Regions from separate parts of the Zea mays genome. Here regions 2 and 3 are each linked to region 1. The links are chromatin contacts, called in public Hi-C maps. All regions are on one chromosome and are shown on one strand. Each heading gives the region's core, a stretch centred on a gene start, on an enhancer-like site or on the middle of the called end of the contact. The rest is flanking DNA. Distances are from core to core; before and after follow the strand shown.

What was found. Hi-C and Micro-C count contacts between places; a contact is called where the count stands out from the background.
Region 2: a Hi-C map of tassel shows a contact between it and region 1, with 4 times the contacts expected there. The contact joins the promoter of LOC103644020 here to the promoter of LOC100283635 in region 1. A contact is called at or near these places in 2 of 25 Hi-C or Micro-C datasets (endosperm and tassel).
Region 3: a contact with region 1 is called in a Hi-C map of endosperm, with 6 times the contacts expected there. The contact joins the promoter of LOC100284570 here to the promoter of LOC100283635 in region 1. A contact is called at or near these places in 2 of 25 Hi-C or Micro-C datasets (bundle sheath and endosperm).

What each region holds. Positions count from the first base shown.
Region 1 is chr1:283,342,147-283,345,237 of Zm-B73-REFERENCE-NAM-5.0, forward strand. LOC100283635 (strictosidine synthase) reads right to left here and starts at 1,690. Exons shown (of 3, transcript NM_001156536.2): 1 at 913-1,690. The coding sequence starts at 1,529. LOC542031 reads right to left here. Exons shown (of 12, transcript NM_001111676.2): 12 at 2,927-3,091.
Region 2 is chr1:284,310,010-284,313,100 of Zm-B73-REFERENCE-NAM-5.0, forward strand. It overlaps LOC103644020 (serine/threonine-protein kinase STE20), which reads left to right and starts at 1,687. Exons shown (of 18, transcript XM_008667209.3): 1 at 1,687-2,635; 2 at 2,747-2,835; 3 at 3,049-3,091. The coding sequence starts at 1,801. It overlaps LOC100192488, which reads left to right. Exons shown (of 13, transcript NM_001137708.1): 11 at 1-77; 12 at 287-343; 13 at 425-709. The coding sequence ends at 580.
Region 3 is chr1:284,211,770-284,214,860 of Zm-B73-REFERENCE-NAM-5.0, forward strand. It overlaps LOC100284570, which reads left to right and starts at 1,444. Exons shown (of 6, transcript NM_001370665.1): 1 at 1,444-1,774. The coding sequence starts at 1,710.

The DNA of each region.
Region 1 (3,091 bases), core at 440-2,939:
GGCAACGATAACATGAGACGAACCTCCCTTCTTTGTGGTCCAGTTTGTTTCGAAGGTTAGGCAAATTCCGGAGGCAGGGCGGAGGGTCAAGATTGGAAGTCGGAGCTGCTCTGTGCCTTGAGCCCGACAACGATGACCTATCGAGACCTTTCGCTTCGGGCTGTATGTCTGCTTTTCGTTTGTTTCGCATGTCGGCTGCTTTGGGAAGTCGGAGTTGCTGGATGCTCTGCATCCTTGCTTGACAACGATGACCCTTAGCAGTTTTGCGTGCTCTCGTGTGGGGTTGCCGCTGCTTGTGTTGTTTGGACACTGTGTCGGCGGTGAGTGTGGTGCCGTGTTGATTTCTCAATCCAACCGGCGAGTTGAGTTGTATGGTGTCGGCGCGTTGATGTCACAATCCAACCGTCTGTTGTTTGTTGTTTAGTCCGGTCCGGACCGCTTCTTTTTATTACTATAATCGGCAGCTCTCCCGCCTGGTTTGTTAAAAAAAGAGTAGGACTGTAGCCCTCAAAGAAAGAATTGGTCCATTTTGGGTTTTTATATTCTCCATCTTCAGTTTATTCATTAGGAAAGTATGTGACTGTACCCCTGATGTGAAACATGATGTGCTGAAGAGATCTGACAGATCATAGCATAATGCCTATTTTTTTATAAAACAAATACACGTGTGAGGTGAGTATCGTTTGTAGCATATAAATAATGTTTGCTGACACTTCAATTAGGATGAGTGAAGGTAAACAAAGTAAAGTAATCCAAGCAGACGACCTTCCAAGTTCCAACCTAATGTCAGGATCGTGGATTCGTGATGTTCCCGATCACCTACCCCGTGGTCAGTAGGAATCAAGTTTCAAGTGAGCATCCATCCAAGCACGCAAAGCAGAGGGAAGAGAGCGAGGGCATGTCATCACAGACCGTCTCTGGTAGTGGATGCTGGAGTCCGTGAAGTACACATTGCCCTCGTCGTCGAGATCGAGGTCGTTGGTGAAGTTGAGGCGCACGCCCTCGGCCTCCGTTGCGAGCGGCGTGGCCAGCCCGCCTTCGGGACCGACCTTAAGCAATCCGAAGTAGGCGTCGGCGATGTACAGGTCCCCGGTCTTCTTATCGAAGCGGAGCCCGAGCGGGCGGCCGCAGATGTGCTCGTTGGGGAGGTACTCCACCGGCGAGGCTTTAGGCCCGCCGCAGAGCTCCTGCGTCCAGCGCGGGGAGGCAGTCGCGAAGGGGACCCACCGCTCGCCGTCCCAGAAGACGACCCGGCCGTCGGCGACGCCCGTGTACGGGCCGCGACCCTGAGGGTCGAAGGCGACACTCTCGGGACCCTGCACATCGCCGCGGAACCGCACCTCGGCCCCGCGGAGCCGCTCCCGCTCGTCCGCGTGCGGCGGCATCTCGGCGGGATCGGGGAGGTCGACGAAGTGCGCCTCGAACCCCGGGAAGCCCGCCATGCTGCCCATCCGCAGCGGATCCGTGCCACAGAATGCCGCCAGGACCGCCACCAGCAGCGCCGCGGCCACCACCCCCGGCGACGCCATCCCGCTAGCCAGCGGCTCACCCACTCGCCCCACTCTCCCTCGCCTCGCTCTTGCGGGGCTTCGCTTGGGTTTCTCCGCCGCGCGCAAGCGCTTAGTGATGGGAATGGCACGGCGTGCTTTGCTGCCGCTCAGTGAGGACGGATGGAACGAGGGGTCATCACTTCGACGCGCCGCGGCTGCCGGGGCCCGGGGCTTTTGTATATTTCGCGGCGGAAACTGGCCTGGGTGCGCTGTGCACGGCCAACAAGGTCGCTCGCTGCCTCCTGTGCGCTCCGCACATGTCAACTACCCCATGGATCCCTCACATGCTTCCGCGCCAAGCATCAGCATCACGCATTCACGCATCGCCGTCAGTCCTCCATGCCTGCCACGCCACCGATCACACACACCCGCCCTACATGTCCTTTCGTGTGAGGTGGATGGGCTAACAAGAATACTAACACGAATATTTTTTTACAAAGCATGTCCAACACCAACACTACAATATGATATAATTTTATTTCCTGTATTTTTTTTCAAAATTACATGCTTCTTATAAAAATCATGCATTCTAAAGGGTCTTTAAGGTATTCCCTCCATTTTATTCTTTTTAGTTCCTAAATTAATAAACACACATACTAGAATAGAGATAATACATGTTTCAGTCCTTATATTAATAATTTAAGAACTAAAATAAAATAAAATAGAAAAACTAAAAATTAGTCTCTAGAAATTAAACACCCGCTAACTATAATGGAACAGTGTCCTTTACCATTAAAGTCATGTTCGGTTGTTTGGAATTGGAGCACCCGGATTAATTCCTAGCCAGATTACTTCTCTAATTTATATAGATTTTGATGAGCTGGAATAAATCCTGGCTTATTCCGGTACAACCGAACGGCCCCTAAGACTAGTTTGGAAACTTATATTCTCTCTAATATTTCTGGTGATTAAAGACTAATTTGGTGATGATTAAAGACTAATTTGGTGACTAGAAAAATAGATAGATCCATGAGGGGCTTGTTCGGTTAGAGAGATTGAAGGAATTAGAGAAGATTAAATCGCTTTCTAATCAAAATTAAATAGAAGATAATTTAATCTCCTAACGGATCGGTGAGTCGGGAAAAAATTACTACCGAAAAGAGCCGGAGCCGTTTCAGAAACAGAGCTGGAGGCTGGAAGCCTGGAACCATTCTAGAAGAACCCTAAAAGTGCTAGGATTGGCAGCCAAGCTAGTTTTATGATGAGATGCGTCCTTGACTGATATACAATTTCAGGAGAAGCGTCCCTGTATGTTAGCTGCAAAGTCAGAACAAGTGGCAGGTACACCCAAGAACAGTTCGAGGTTCTGCTCATCAACCAAACCAACAGAAAAAAAAATATATTGACGCCATGCATTCCATTAGAGACAAGAATCTGGCTGCTAGATGAATTGTAATAATCAATGTCTGGGGTTGGTACAATGGCATATAATTGAGCTCCCAATGGTACATACACGATGATACATATAAACTCAGGCACCTATACCTACTACAAGGCACTACCACAGCTGAAACAGTGCACAACAATGGCAGAAAGGAAAT
Region 2 (3,091 bases), core at 437-2,936, 970 kb after region 1:
TCAAGTTATGGGAAGTTGGCACTGGACGACTTGTGAAGCAATATGCAGGAGCAATTCGCAGACAATTTCGTTGTCAGGTTAGATTCTCCGTGTTTTTGTAAGATTATCATTTTTTCTGATTTAAATTTACTCGTGTGTCATACATATTCTTTTTTACCCAAAGTTTAGGAAACAAAATATTGCATTTTTAATCCGGAAATAGCCTGGCTTGAGCTTCTAAGGATAACAACGTACCTAACTTCTATGATAAACGATAAATATGATAATAACTGTTCTTACTATCCAGGCTGTCTTCAATGAAACCGAGGAATTTGTGCTATCAGTTGATGAACAAAACAATGAGGTAAATCTCAATTTCAGAACAGTATATGTATTTGTAGTTCAGCAGGGAAATAGAGCTTAACTATGATATGTCACTCTTCAGGTTGTCGTCTGGGATGCACTTACTGCTGAAAAGGTTACAAGATTGCCTTCTGGCAGCACTGGTGCTCCTAGATGGCTCGACCATTCCCCAGTTGAGCCAGTTTTTGTTAGTTGTGGAAACGATAGATCGATCAAATTCTGGAAACAAACCGTATAAGCTTGTAGATTCAACCACGCAAATCAAAAGAGTATGTTTTCAGTATTACTGTTTCAGGAGGAATGTGCTAGTGTAACTTTAGTTGTATATGGGAGAAATTTGCATAAGCGATTTTTTTTTGAAACTGCATAAGCAATTGTTTGACCTAATAGCAAATCCCAATCAGATGTTTTTTTTTGGTTCTGCAGATGCCAGTTATATGAACCATTGACCTGATTTTTATTGGTCAGCCTCCTTTCGATGTTCTGTTATTTTTATCCCATTGTGGATTGCGGGATATTTCGGTCGCGTTTAGTTTCATTAGTTTTAAGACTAAAGTTAAGTCCATATCGTGTTTGGTTGTATGGACTAAACATATTCTAAATATATTAAATGTAACATATAAAGACAAAAATACACTTTTTAGTGTTTTCTATGTATGACGTCAGTTTTCTAGTCACAGACAATTAGCGTAAATGTTGCTTTTTAGTCACTTTTAGCACCCATGTGAGGGACTAAAGACTAAAACCAATTAGTCTTTACTTTAGTCCTTCCGTTTGGTAAAATAAGGACTAAACAAGATTAAAAATTAGAAAACAAGATTAAAAATTAGAGATTAAAGATTAGTCCCTCTAATCAAATATGGCCTTCTTCTTAGGATGTAATGTGTAAATTGTAATGATGGTTTCACCCTACCACGTGTGATGTGGAAACATATATGCCAATAAAGACTAGTTTGGAAGCCAGAAAACCGCAGGGGATTGAAAGGGCTAGAACGCTCTACTCCTCCAATTCCAACTAGACCCGGAGAGGATTAAAGAGGCTAAAATTCACTCCTTATTCAATTTTAAATAAGAAGGTGATTTTAAGCCCTTCAATACCCTCCGGATTTTAGACTTTCCCTAAACGTTCTACCATCCAACATCTTCCCACCGGTAACTAGCTCTAAACGTTCTCCCACATCGTTGCATTGTTTTTTTTTTCAAAATGATCTCGTGTGCAACCGTACAAATGCAACTGAGAGGAGGGAAATGCGAGACCCTTCAGTCCTCGAAGCTCTCTGGACTGTGGGTGATTGGGTGTGGTCGTGTGGGCCTAAAATGGGATGGCCCATCCAAGCCCGACCCGTATTTGCCAGATTCGAGTGAACTGGATCCAACTAAACAAACAATTTTCCCCATTTGCCATTCCCGACGAGCACCTTCACCGTCTCCTCCCAGTCCCACCTCGCGTGGCACGCCATGGCTTTCTCCCCGCGCTCGCCGTGGTCGCGTGCCAAGAAAACCGACGTCTACTCAACCTTCGTTGTCCACGGCGATGACGATGAAGACGACGCCCGCGGCGGCAGGGGCCCCTCCACGCGGGCGGAGGAAGACGAGGAGGAAGACCCCTCCTCGCTGCCTCCGCTTCTTCAGCGGCTCCCCAAGGACTTTGGCGGCGCCTCGTTCGACGACGACGAGGACCCCTACTCCTCCGACCCTGACGATGCTTCCCTCTCTGCCACGGCGGCCTTCAAGAGCGGCGTCCCGGCCTCCGGTCGATCTCCGTTCCTGGATCTGCGGCGCTCAAGCCCCCGCGCTACCGATGACGACCCGTACTCTACCTTCGTCGTTCATTCCACCACACGCTCGGGGAGAACCTCCTCCAGCCCTCGCGGGTCCGCCTCCGGCACATTCATCCGTCGCTCGGGTGGCTCGTCTAGCCCTCGCGAGTCCGTCTCTGGCACATTCATCCGCCGGACCGGCAGCCCGTCGAGCCCCGGGAAGTCAGCCTCCGGCACATTCATCCGCCGGCCAGGGAGCCCGTCGAGCCCCCGCGGGTCGTTCTCTGGCACCTTCATTCGCCACACCAGCGGGGGCTCCAGTTCCCATGAATCTGCCTCTGGCGGCGGCGGGGGTTTCGGGTCCTCTTTCTGGACTCCAGCGGTGGAGCAGTCAGAGGAGCTCCGGCAGCCATCGCCTCTGATGCAGCAACAACAGCAACAACATTCAAGGCGGAAGCCATCGGTCAGCTCGGTGCCAGACAGTGTTACCAGGGAGGATCCTTCCACCAAGTACGAGCTGCTCCATGAGCTTGGTGCGACTCTTGCTCTGGAATTATTATTTCATTAGTTCTTTATATGTCTTTTTGTATAATGCCTGAAATTTTGAGCTATTTTGCGCAATGCAAATTCAATTGGAAATGCAGGGAAAGGTTCATATGGTGCAGTGTACAAAGCAAGGGATCTCAGAACGCAGGAGCTTGTGGCTGTCAAGATCATCTCATTAACAGAAGGGGTTAGTTTCTAGCTTCTTATTACAAAGTTCTGTGAATATTCCGGAAGGCTACCCAAGACATATTTCATATTTGGCAACCATATTGCTTTTGTTGTGAGCATTTTGTTTGCATGGGCTTAATTGTGGGAGAATCTCATAAATGTGGTTGCTTTCTGATTTCTGAGTCCTTGCATTTTTGTCTTTAAAATATAAGCATGTATCTCTGGCATTCAGGAAGAAGGCTATGAAGACATACGGGGAGAAATTGAGATGCTGC
Region 3 (3,091 bases), core at 194-2,693, 870 kb after region 1:
TTCATCCTCTATATCAACAGTGTACTATATTTCACATTCTATATTGATTTTTACCAGTCATGTGCACGTGAACGAGCAAACACAATAAATAAGCACAGTGTATAGAGTAGAACCGTACGTCTTCTATTTCTAGCGGATGCATGGCGTGCTCTAAAATTTAGAGGATTCTTTACAGTCTCTTGTTGAAGACAAAAAGTTGCATGCATCCTCTATATTTTAGAGGACAGAACCATTTACAGGTCCCTGTTAGAGGTAGTCTAACCGAACAGCCCCACGCGCTAGAGGCCCAGCAAGCGCGCTGCGATACGGTTTGGTAGGTCCAAGCAAAAGAGGGATTCGACATGCTCAGCGAGAGCAACTGACAGGTGGGTCCCATGTGCCAGCCACAACACTGCACGAGGGGCTGCCCATCGGGGCCCGTGCGTCAGCGCATGGTGACCACACGTGTGCCAGGGCCACAGGGACCGAGTCACTGCCCATGCAGGTCCACCTGTCGGCGCGCGGGGGATGGCGTGAGGTAATGGGCGAGAGGGTGTGTTTCGGCCCAGGTAGGTTCATTCTCTTTCTTTTTTTTCTTTTCTGTTTTCCTATTTCCATTTAAATCAATTCCCCTATCAAATTTCAAGATTTTAAATTCAAACTTGATTATGAATTTTGGCCACAAATCAAATGCACAAATAAAAAGTCTCTCAGTATGAATGCATTCACCATTTTATAAAAATAATTATTATCATTATATATATATATATATATATATATATATATATATATATATATATATATATATATATATATATATATATATCATTTGTTTAAATTAGCATGTCTCATCAACAAAACACAACTTAATAAATTTTAATATAATTTTCCAAGTAACATAAGAACTAACTAACTTCCTTAATGCGTTGTTTAGGGTTTACACACAATACGACATTATACTAGTCTCTATTATATAAAGCATTGGTTCCCATCATCCTCCTTTCGTTTACCTCTCTCTTCTCTTGATAAAAAAATCTAAAATTATACATAAACAAGGATTAACATGATAGTTGTAGCTTCAAACACACATGTCTTTGTGTTTTATATTTTATACTTAAATATATGATAAATAAAAACCGTAGCCACATACAGACACTATACTAGCTACAATTTACTGGTTAAGGTTATATTCCTTCTTTATTTTTTATTTATTGTATTTTATTAGTTTAAAAATAAACTAACATACCACAAATATTCGAGTACGAAGCAGTATAAACTGCAGCGTCAAGGACTCAAGCCTGAAGGGAACGAGTTCACCTGTTCATTCGTCATAAAGCAAAGGCAAACGGGCTTGGCCTCCGAGCCCAACAACGATGTCGCTGTTAGGAAAAAGCACTATTCTCTCATTTTGCCTTTGGGCCCAAGAAAGGAGCGTCCCCAAGTCCTGACGGCTGACGCCATCGACGCGGCGACGCCCTCCAACAAAACCGAAGAGGCGAGGAAGGAACACATGCTCTCTCCGCTGTTCTTGCTGAGTTGTTGTGGACAAAAAGAGCACGAAAGTGGGTAGAGAAAACGGGGGGCAAGCCAACCACACTCGCAGCCAGCCTGCCCGCTCGCCCGCCCGCCATTCTTGCCGATTCGAGTCGACGTCACGCCTCCGGCGCCCCCTTCGGTTGTCACCTCGGGGGTCGCGGATTGGTGGAGGGGAGGATTTGAGCGGCGCGGCCATGGATACAACATCTAGGGCCGCCAAGATCCCGTCGCTCCACCAGACGGAGATCAACTGGGATAAGTAAGCAACTATCCGTCTTGTAATTTTATAGGTTTCCATTTCGTGCCGATTCCCCCCTTTCCCGCGGTCCGTCCTAGTCTCCTAGAGATTTAGCTCCGACCATTGAACAGTGTCCTCCGCCCTAGTCCGAATCGGCTTTATCGCCTAGGTTTAGGAATTGTCGTTTGAGGATTTGACATCTCTGTTCATGCTCTGTGATGACCCAAGGTGGTGCGTCGGCGAGTATGGTGGAATTGATCAGCAGGTATGGAGTATTAGTTGAGTTCTTCGGGTATTAGTGCTTGGGCCGTATTAATATTTCTTTGGGCTGTAATAGATGGATTATCCAGGGCATTAGCCGTATTAGTAGTTGAATTCGAGATCTATAAATACTGTAATGAGTTGTTGAGAGGAGGATATGAAATAAAATAGAAACAGATACCTGAACAAACTCACCTGGTCCCCGTCGGCGTTGTCGTCGTCGTTCCGCAAGCAACTCACGCCCGGCGATCCGCCGCTGTGGCCAAGGGTCATCACAAGTGGTATCGGAGCTGTTGATCCTCGGAGGGTGGTCATCACGGCGCCGTCCACGAAGCCATCCGTTCAGACGTGGCTGATCCTAGAAGCAGTGGCAGGCGTGGAGCAAAAAAGGGAGGAGCGTTGGGAGCGGATGATGCTGGCGGTGGAGCGGTTGACTGGAAGATGGAAACCATGGAGATTGGACAGAAGAAAGCGGAGGAAGATCGAGCACTGATGGCTCGACAAATGGAGGAAAACGAGAGAACCATTGCACAGCTGCGACTGGAGTTGCAGGCGAAGGACTTGGAAGGTAACGAAACAAACTCTGAGCGAGAGATGTGTGCTCCTCGATGGGATGATCGGGGTGGAGGAATGGAGCGTGGAAGAGATCGTAGGGAGCAGTGGGGTGGAGGAAGAGAGGGTAGGACAGGCCCATTTCCGAAGTGGACATTCCCCAAATTTCAGGGCAGTGATCCAGGAATATGGTTTGATCGATGTGTAGATTACTTCAATGTCTATTAGGTGCCGGAGTGAATGTGGGCGAGTTCGGCTTTTATGCACATGAGGGGAATGCGTCAAGGTGGCTGCAGGTGTATAAGTTGAAACATGGATTGTGTGATTGGGGGCAGTTTACACAGGCAGTTAGGGAGAAGTTCGGAGTAGGCGAATATCCTCAAGCTATGAGAGATTTAGTCAATGTGACTCAGCAACAAGGAGTGGAGGAATACTCTCAAGCCTTTGATGATATCAGATATGTCACTACTTTGCATAATTCTGAGTTGGATGAGACTTTCTTTGTGACACTATATCAGGGGGCTG